Regions from separate parts of the Rattus norvegicus genome. Here all the other regions are linked to region 1. Evidence: chromatin contacts called from public Hi-C data. All regions are on one chromosome and are shown on one strand. Each heading gives the region's core, a stretch centred on a gene start, on an enhancer-like site or on the middle of the called end of the contact. The rest is flanking DNA. Distances are from core to core; before and after follow the strand shown. Region 1 holds the start of Arhgap35 (Rho GTPase activating protein 35). Region 2 holds the start of Sae1 (SUMO1 activating enzyme subunit 1). Region 3 holds the start of Zc3h4 (zinc finger CCCH-type containing 4).

Evidence for each region. Hi-C and Micro-C count contacts between places; a contact is called where the count stands out from the background.
Region 2: a Hi-C map of the A7r5 cell line shows a contact between it and region 1, with 5 times the contacts expected there. The contact joins the promoter of Sae1 here to the promoter of Arhgap35 in region 1. A contact is called at or near these places in 2 of 12 Hi-C or Micro-C datasets (the A7r5 cell line and Schwann cells).
Region 3: a contact with region 1 is called in a Hi-C map of prefrontal cortex, with 3 times the contacts expected there. The contact joins the promoter of Zc3h4 here to the promoter of Arhgap35 in region 1. A contact is called at or near these places in 4 of 12 Hi-C or Micro-C datasets (the A7r5 cell line, Schwann cells, frontal cortex and 1 more) and 1 of 1 datasets of contacts at active chromatin or transcription factors (oligodendrocytes).

What each region holds. Positions count from the first base shown.
Region 1 is chr1:86,446,011-86,448,941 of GRCr8, forward strand. Arhgap35 (Rho GTPase activating protein 35) reads right to left here and starts at 1,404. Exons shown (of 7, transcript NM_001271132.1): 1 at 903-1,404.
Region 2 is chr1:86,213,699-86,216,629 of GRCr8, forward strand. Sae1 (SUMO1 activating enzyme subunit 1) reads right to left here and starts at 1,391. Exons shown (of 9, transcript NM_001012063.1): 1 at 1,245-1,391. The coding sequence starts at 1,351. It also overlaps the pseudogene Ftl1-ps12.
Region 3 is chr1:86,232,884-86,235,814 of GRCr8, forward strand. Zc3h4 (zinc finger CCCH-type containing 4) reads left to right here and starts at 1,574. Exons shown (of 15, transcript NM_001427315.1): 1 at 1,574-1,631; 2 at 2,814-2,931. The coding sequence starts at 2,819.

The sequences.
Region 1 (2,931 bases), core at 154-2,653:
ACAGGGTCTGAATGGCAAAACGGGAGCAAGCACTGAGAAGAGAAGGAAGAGAGCAAGGAGCATCTAAATCTGAGAACGGTAGGAGAGGCAGCCTAGGGGCATTCCCAAGGAGGTGCAGAAGGTTCAGTGTTGCGGCCAGGGCAAAAATTTGGGGCAGTTGGGCTCAAATGGGAGGAGGAATTATGTCCAAAGCAGAGACCAGGAGGGCAGCAGAGCAGTGACTACATCAACAGACATCTAGTATGGATCTCCACGGAGGTGGAACCGCAGGTCCTAAAGGGACAGCTCCTGGGGATGCAAGATGTTCTAAGGCAGGGATAATAACAGTAGATAGGCCAAAGGAGGAGGATGGGGACTTCCCCCCAAAAGTGATGCTAGCAGAAAACAGGTAAGGTAGAAGGGCCACGAATGTCCAAAGTGAGCGTCAGAAGGGATACAGAGGGGTCAATGAGGAGGATGTCCCAGGAGCACAGCGGACTCCAAAAGGTAGTGAAGGGTATGACTAGGGGTCGGGGGGGGGGGGTAGGAAGTGGGAAAGGAGACGGCTCAGAATTGGGAGTCGGATATCTCAAGTGGAGGCTGAGACACCGAGATCCCCCATCGGGTCGTGGTGGGGCGTGTGAGGAGGCAGACGCCGGGATTGCAGGGCTGCGGGGACAGTGGCGAATAGGAAGGGCAAGGCGGGCCGCGCGGGCCGGGCCCGGGCATGCAGCGGCCGGGACGCGGGGACCGCGGGGCGCTGGGGGGGCGCTCCCTCCCCTCCCCCTCCGGCTCCTCCATTGTTCGCGGGCTCCGGGCCCTGCGGTCCCCGCCTTTTCCCCCACCCTTGGATCCCGCATCGGGGCGGCGCCCGGCGCCTCGCCCGTCCCCACATTCCCCTCTGCCAGCGACGAGACACTTACCAGCCTTGGGGGCGCCCTCAGCGCGGCCCCGGCCTCCGCGATCCCGGCCGCTGCGACGGCGGGCCCGGCGCCATGTTCCCCTAGCGACTCGTTCCTGAGGCGGCTGAGGCGGCGGTGGCGGCTCCGGCGGGGGGCCGGGCGGACCCTCCCTCGCGGGCTCCCTCCTCCGCCTCCTCCACCTCCTCCCGCCGCGCCGCGGCTCTCCCTCGGGGCGGGGGGGCGGGGAGGGGAAGGGGGGAGGGGCGGGAACCAGGGGGAGGGCGGACCAGCCTCGCTCGCTCGCTCGCTCCCTCCCTCCCGCGCAATGGCGGCGGCGGCGGCGTTGTCGCCTCCTTCCTGCGGCCGCCGCGGCCGTGCGCGTGCTGGAGACCCTCTCGCAAGTGCGCGTGCGTTTCTGAGGGGCGAAAGGCGCTGGGGCGGGGGATGGAAGGTGGATAACGGCCCACAGGGCCAAGCGCACCTCGAGGACAGTAGCCCAGGAGGACAGGCACGCACGGACACCGGGGGTGCGAGTGCGCGTGCGCGCCTGAGGAAAATGCCGCTACCCCAGCGTCTGCGACGCCAGATTCACACAGCGCGAGGACACCCGCGAACTGGCACAGGAGGGCGCGGGGTGGGTTTAGTGCGCCTGCGCAGAGGCGGCTGCAGTCTGCAAAGCCACCAAAGGGAGGGAGGGGCCTGTAGGGGGCGCGCACAACGTTGCGCGCACCAGGAGCAGATCCCCACTGCCCCTCCCCACACCGCGCCGGCTCCAGGAGAAAGCCAGCTCTGAGAGGCATGGCCTGGATCTTCAGGGCGGGTACTTAGGGCTCCATCCCGCTCGCGCGGGACCTCACTAGCCAATGGGAGGCAGAGGGAGTTGGGTTCGCCTAGTCGAGCCGCAGCCTCGGGATAACGGAGGTGGGGGTGGGAGAGATAGACGTAACGTGGGGTGGCGAGGCGGGGCTGTGAAGAAGGCAGCGTACCCAGCGACGGAGTCGATTGGGCAAGGCAAGGGGGCGTGGTCCCCCGCAGCCCAATCCAAGCTCTACGTTGGCCAGCCCGGAAGAGTGGGCGGGGACAGGGGGCACGTGCTCTTTCCCCGGCGCTGAAGAAAAACCTGTGGGCCAGGCGCGTTGATACAAGTTACCGGTGATTTCACCCAGTGCTTGGTCCCAGGCAGAAGGAGGACAGGCCTTGCATTGCAGCCCTACCCTCCAGGTCAGCATCGGGCAAATGACAGCAAACCACATGTCACTTTGGGTGCTTGCAGGGGAAATGGTGATGTAAGAGGGCTCCCCTCTAACCCTGTATTCCTTTGGGAGCCCTCCGGAAGGATGGATTGTTAAAGACAGGCTTCCCCGGCGCCTTACAGTGTGCGGAATGCATGAAGTAAGCACGTGGTTTCCGATTCAGCATTGCCCTTCTTTCCAGGCTTTTCATCTGTAAAGTGGGATAACAATACTGAACTCAAAAAGTGTTGCATGGAGACTCGAATGAGGTATAATAGTCCCTATGGGTACAATTCACAATGGGACCCTCGAACTACTAGAACCCTGTAAGATGTGGGCGATTTCCCCTATACATGGATATCTATAAGCTGATGAATTACTCTTAGTAAAGAACTAACCACAATAATAGAAAAACTTTGAATATATTACGCTGTAATGAGAGAAATGTGAATGTGATCTCTTATTTATATCTCCCTCCTGGCCACGGGTAACTGATACATCAGAAAGCAACAAGGGAATTAAAGGAGGACTACTGTGTCTCTAAATGAGGGTGGGGTATAGGGGAATAACTTCCACGTATTGAGTACTTAGTAAGCCTTGCTAAATAAAATTACATGTGCTCAAATCTTAAAACATCCCAACAAATGAAGCCTCTCATTAAAGTTTGTTAGGAGGGCAGGTTCCGGTGGTGTAGGCTGAAGAGATTGACAGTTAAAAGTGGGTTCTTCGCCAGCCTGGGGCTGAGGACAGAAGTCATTTGTAGAAGGCGTGCATATATACACAAGGCACTGCATTCCATCCTAAGCACAGAGTGTCTC
Region 2 (2,931 bases), core at 141-2,640, 230 kb before region 1:
GCTCTACCACTGAGCTAAATCCCCAACCCCCTACGGAACTTTATTAATTAGGAATACGGTCCTTAGTCCCCATCAGAACATAAGCTTCAAGTTGGGAAGGAGCCTATTTTGTTCAATAAAAAATGCTCAGCAAGGTGCCTCACCAAGTAAAGTGCGAGTCTCAAATGCCTGACGGACACCTGACAACCTGAGTTTAAACCTCAGACTCTACATAAAGGTGAAAGACAAGAACTGACTGTGCAAAGTTACCCTTTGGCATCCACATCAGCACCACGGAAAACATACACAGAAACCAACACATAAAATTCTAAAACCTCTTCCCGGAAAAATGCTCTGGGAGCCAATGTGTGACAGTGCATGCCTTTATCCCAGCACCTGAGAGAAGTAAGATCTCTGCAAGTTCAAAGCCAGCCTAAGCTGTAAAAACAATTATCCTTGGAGTTTGTTTTGATTTGAGACAGTGTCTCACTGAGGTAGCCCCGGCTGTCCAGGAACTACATAGATCAGGCTAACCTCAAACTCTACCTCCAGAGTACTGGAATTAAAAATATGAACATCCATGCCCCCTGCAAAACATAACTCGAAAATGTGAAGGAAGCCAGGCATTATGGCACATGCCTTTTTAATCCCAGTACTCATTCAAGATGCAGAAGCAGGCTGATCTCTGAGTTTGAAGCAGCATGGTCTACAGAGGGAGTCCCAGGTCAGCCAGGGCTGCTCAGAGAAACCTGGTCTAGGGGGAAGGGAAAAAAACAAACCAAACAGCATCTGTAGCAGTGTGCTCAATAAATTCGGCCACTCAGCGCCTCTCCTGGAGTCCCTTTGTCAGAATTAGCTCTCGAGCACTCCTCAAGAGGAGCCTGTGGGGTTTGCCAAGTCCCCAGGGCATCCAACAAAGGTTCTCATTAACTAGAAATTAATGAGCTCAGCCCGCCCCTACACTCTGCACTCATGCCCACCCCCTCTTACACTCTAACAGCCTCACCTAAACCCCACCATCACCAGGTACAGACACCGAGGGAGTCTCCAGTTCGAATCCTCCCTCTTCCCCGCCTCCTCCGAGGACACACACACTACTACACAAGGGCCATCTCCACCTCCCATACTTTGCAGAAACACCCTCCATTCGTCTATTCTGAAGCTCTAGGACAACCAAATGCATCAACGCCGACTCGGTTCTACAACCGAGCCCCACCCTCTCCCTCAGGGCCCATACGCCGGCCCCGGCCCGCGGCGCCCCTCACCGCTTCTGAGCCTCCAGTCCCCACAGGCGGATCTGTCGGTCATACTGCGCTGCCTCCTCCTCGCTGATGCCGCCGCCGCCGCCGCTGACCTCCTCCTTCTCCACCATGGCGCCGGCTTTCAGCTCACCCGATCCCGCTCTCGCTAACCGCCGGCGGAGAGCCCGTGCACCCGGGACGCGCTTGCGCCTGCGTAGACAGCCGCGCCTGCGCAGAGCCACCTCCGTGCTTTGCGGGAGACCACGTGGATGCCCAAGACCCCAAGGCCCGCTAGCCGCCCCGGATCACGTGACAGAGACGCCAATCAATCCCAGAGAGGAAAAAGAAAAAAAGAAAGAAAGAAAAAGTGGCGGGTGTTTTGACTCCTCGAGGACGTCAACACGATCATTTATGAAGCTGGTCTTGTGTTTATCGAGTTGTTACGGGGATTCCAGCGTCCATGGTGTGGTGAAATGAGCAGAATGCTTAAAATGTGACCTGTCCACATGGACCTATTGAGGGAAGAAAAAAAAAAAAGAAAACTAGACATTCCTCCTGGAGGGAATTGGAGATGCTTAGGAAGGAAGGAAGGACTCCCTCCCCTCCCCACCTTCCTCTCCTGACACATTCTCAAATCCTTATGTAAGATGCAGTACTCAAATTGGTCATGGTGGGCCATGCCTGTGATCACAGCTTTTGGACAAAAAGAAGTGAAAGGAATCAAAAGTTCAAGGCCTGGGTTACATGAGATCCTGTTAACAAACAAAAGCAGGGGTTGGGGATTTAGCTCAGCGGTAGAGCGCTTGCCTAGAAAGCCCAAGGCCCTGGGTTCGGTCCCCAGCTCCGAGAAAAAAAAAAAAAAAAAAAGCAAACCTAGGTTTATAGGCTCATGCCTGTAATCCCAGCATTCACGAGGCTGAAGTAGGAGAATTACGATGAATGAGATCCTGTCTCAAAACCAACAAGGACTTCAGTAAAAAGTGCTTGCCCAGACCTGAGTTTAATTCTAGATCCCTGTTTTAAAAAAAGAAAAGTTTTGTAGTGCAGATTTGTAATCTCAGCACTTGGGAGGTAGAGACTGAGGGAAGGGTTTCTGGACCTTGCTTGAGACTCAGTCTATATGCCAACAAAGAGATCCTGCATTAAAAACCAAGGTTGTGCTGGGTGGTGATGGCTACGCAGGCCTTTAATCCCAGTACTCTGGAGGAAGAAGCCGGCAGATCTCTGTGAGTTCAAGGCCTTCCTGGTCTAGCAAGTTCTAGAACAGCCAGGGCCACATAGAGAAACCCTATCCGGAAAAACAAATGAACAAAAAACGAGCGGGGGGGGGGGGGGAGCATGGGGGGGTGAGGGAGAGGAAAGAAAAGAAAAGAAAAAAGCAAGCAGAATGCTAGCCAGATGGTCTCTCCACTAGGTAAAAGCACTTCCTATGCACACATGGTAACTCGAGTTCCATTACTAGAAGCCACATGAAACTGGAATAGAATTGACTCAACACTTCTCTTTTAGTGTCCTCATGTGCATTGTGTGCAAGTGTGTGCACTCACTGAACCCGCTAGACACACACACACACACACACACACACACACACACACGATACTTTTATGTGTATAGATTTTTTTTTCTGTGCAATAAATGTGTACATAAGGAGATGAGAAGAGAGGGTTGAATTCCCCCAGAACTGGAGTAATAGGCAGAAGCCCCCATGTAG
Region 3 (2,931 bases), core at 324-2,823, 210 kb before region 1:
GATGAGTCTCAGAATTTGTGTAGCAAATACAGAATTTGGGTTGCCCCCAAAGAGACTAGATTAAGGTTTGCATCACTGGCTCACTAGTTTCTCAAAGAGTTTTGTGTCAAGACCCCCATGTTAGCATCCAGTTGTCCTGCCCCAGGTACCAATTGATGGTTTAAGTCATCACCTGCTGCCAGGTTCTGCAGGTGTGTGTTCCCCCTCCCGTGTGTGTGTGTGTGTGTGTGTGTGTGTGTGTGTGTGTTCTCTGCTATCTCTTCCCATTTCTGTCCCTGGTGCCCCCTTTCTGTTCTTTGTTCTTATGGCTCTGCTTCAGTCTGTCAGCCTGTAAGACTCTCAGAGAGAATCTTCCCTCAGGAGGGAGATCCTCGAGCCCAATGACCAGTCCGAGTCCACAGGCTGTAATCTGTAAGAGGATTTTTATTGATCAGGATACACAGGTACCTGTGGGTGTCCCAGTCAATTCGGAAGACTGGCGCGCCTAGCAGAACCAGGGACGGATTTTTATAGGGTATTGGGGAGCAGAAGCAGGCTTACAGAAGCAGATGCATGGTTGGTGGATTCAAGTGAGGCGCGGATGTATGGTTACACCCAATTGGCTATTCAAATGAGGTTGTCACATAGCAAGAGAATACGTGCAGGTTGGGGCGTCCGGAATGTCAGGGGCTAGGGGCTTATCTCTTGTTAGGTGGCCCATAAAGCAATACCAATAATTTAGACTGGTTTCTGTATTTTGTTTTCTTTTATGGTCTGTTTCGTCTAAATGATGGGTCAGTTTGTCCCACAAAGCTTGGACACATCTGAACTTTCCCAGGCTTATTTTAGTTCTGAGTCTGTATCTAAAAACTTACTTTTTATTTCTATAGTTGAGGGCCTTGGGCTTGTACAATTCCCTTTCTGGGAGGGGGTCTTTCAAGCCTTTACCCCTTCTCTTGGCCCTCACTCCTGTCCCTTCCCCAATAAATCTGTTACGAGGTGTAATTTCTTAGGGACATAAATTGCATGGGCCCGCTGCATTATATTTCATAACACCCCTACCCCTATATCTCAGGTGAAAAAAAAATTTCCCTTGTCACAAGGCTCTGACTCTCTTCTCCTTCCTTGTCCCTGCCTGCACCATGATTCTTGCATGAGGTTAGAGAATGTGGTATCTTTCGGGAGTCGGTTCTTCCACTGTGCGGGTCAGGATGATCTTGAGTTTCTCATTCTTCTGCCTCCACACTGAGTGCTGCTGTTACACGCTGTGGCTACCGCAACCGATTCTATAAGGTGCTGCGGATGAAGGGTTTCCTGTATGCTTAGAGGCTAGCACTACCAATTTCAACGTTTCTGCATATCCCGGCTCCAAACACATGATCTTAAGCCAACTAAACAACCAGGCTTCGGGTTCAGTCTCCATCTATAAACTAGGAACATCAACTTGGGCAGGGGGTGGACGTCAAAATTTTTGTTAATGGTTTAAGAACCCTATCAAGATTTCCACTTCGCCTTCACAGCCTGGCCCCGCCCTTCTCGCCTCCAAGGATGACGCCACTGGCTGAGTTATGTAGTGACGTCATCTCCGGGCCGCCTCTGCTCCAGCCCCTCTTCGGAAACGTCCGACTCCTGGGACCGGTCTCCGGCTTTCGGTTAAATTTTTTTCCCTCCCATTATTCTCCCACCTAAAACTTTTGGCTCTTCCCGCCTTCCTTCAAACTAGCAATTTTCGGCTCTTCTCGCTTGCTTTGGGGCGAGTTCCTGAAAGTCATTTACCCTTGAGTTATTTAATCGCCTTTCCAGCCCCACCCGTTCAGCTCATTCGCTAATTCCTATTCGCTCGGCTCAATTTATTTCGGCTACTTCCGCCTCCTACTGGGATCCCTTCACTGACTTCGGCTCTTTCCGGATTATCGCAAGTCCCCCGGGTTCTCCAATCCCGAAGCGCCTCGGCTATTTCCGGCTCTCCGTGCCTTCTCTAGCCCCACCCCCACGACCACCCTTGGTTCTTTAGGTGGGTCTTTGATCCGCTTCACGTTGCTTCAGTGACCTAGATCCTTCTTCGGCTCTTTCCGGCTCATTTTAGTCTCGAGTTATTCTCAGCTGTGTTCGGTTCTTTCCGTCTTCTCTTCTCCGCCTCGCCCTTCCGCTTCGGTTCTTTCCGCCTGCCTTCGGGCGGGCTGTCTCTGCCCTTCTCCACGTGACGCTTCTTCGGCCTCCCAGTTACCCCCTCCCTCCACGCCCTTCCTCCAGCTTCAGCCTCTGTGCTCGTCCCGGCTGTGCCGCCATTTTGTGTCAATTCCTGACCGCGGCGGGGGCCGGGCAGCTGGGGCATCTAGGGCGGGCAGACAGTCGGCCCATCTCCATAGCCCGTTCCCTCTTCTCCCTGATTTTTTTTAACCATTCCCTTGCTCGCTCTCCTCTTTCCCCCTTTCCCTTCGCTTGCTCCGTTGCGCGCGGCCCGCGCTAATTACACCCAACCACCCACCAGTGTTCGTGTCCCCCGGGTCTCAGGCCTTGGGGGCCCGCGCGTGTGTGTGTGTGTGTGTGTGTGGCGGAAGGGGACCTCTCGTCCCGATGAGGGTCCTGTGCCCGTGAGCGAGTGACCGCAGGGCCAGGCTGCAGAGAAAGCAGGCGGCGGGCGGCCTCTCCGGGGCCTAGGCCTCGCGGCCTACGTGGAAGTCGGCTCAGAGGTGATTCCGAAACCGAAAAAAATACTATATACCTATATATATGCCCAATTTCCATCAGGAGCCCTGGAGAGCTGAAGTGTGCCCCTCCCGCCACGCCCAAGCAGTCCTTTTTCGTGCATTAACATCCCCTCCCCCTCAAAGGAACGATGGAGGCCGTGCCCGGGACCCCCCCGCCGCCGCCATCAGAGTCGCCACCGCCGCCATCGCCACCGCCGCCATCAACGCCTTCGCCTCCTCCGTGTTCCCCCGACTGCCGCGC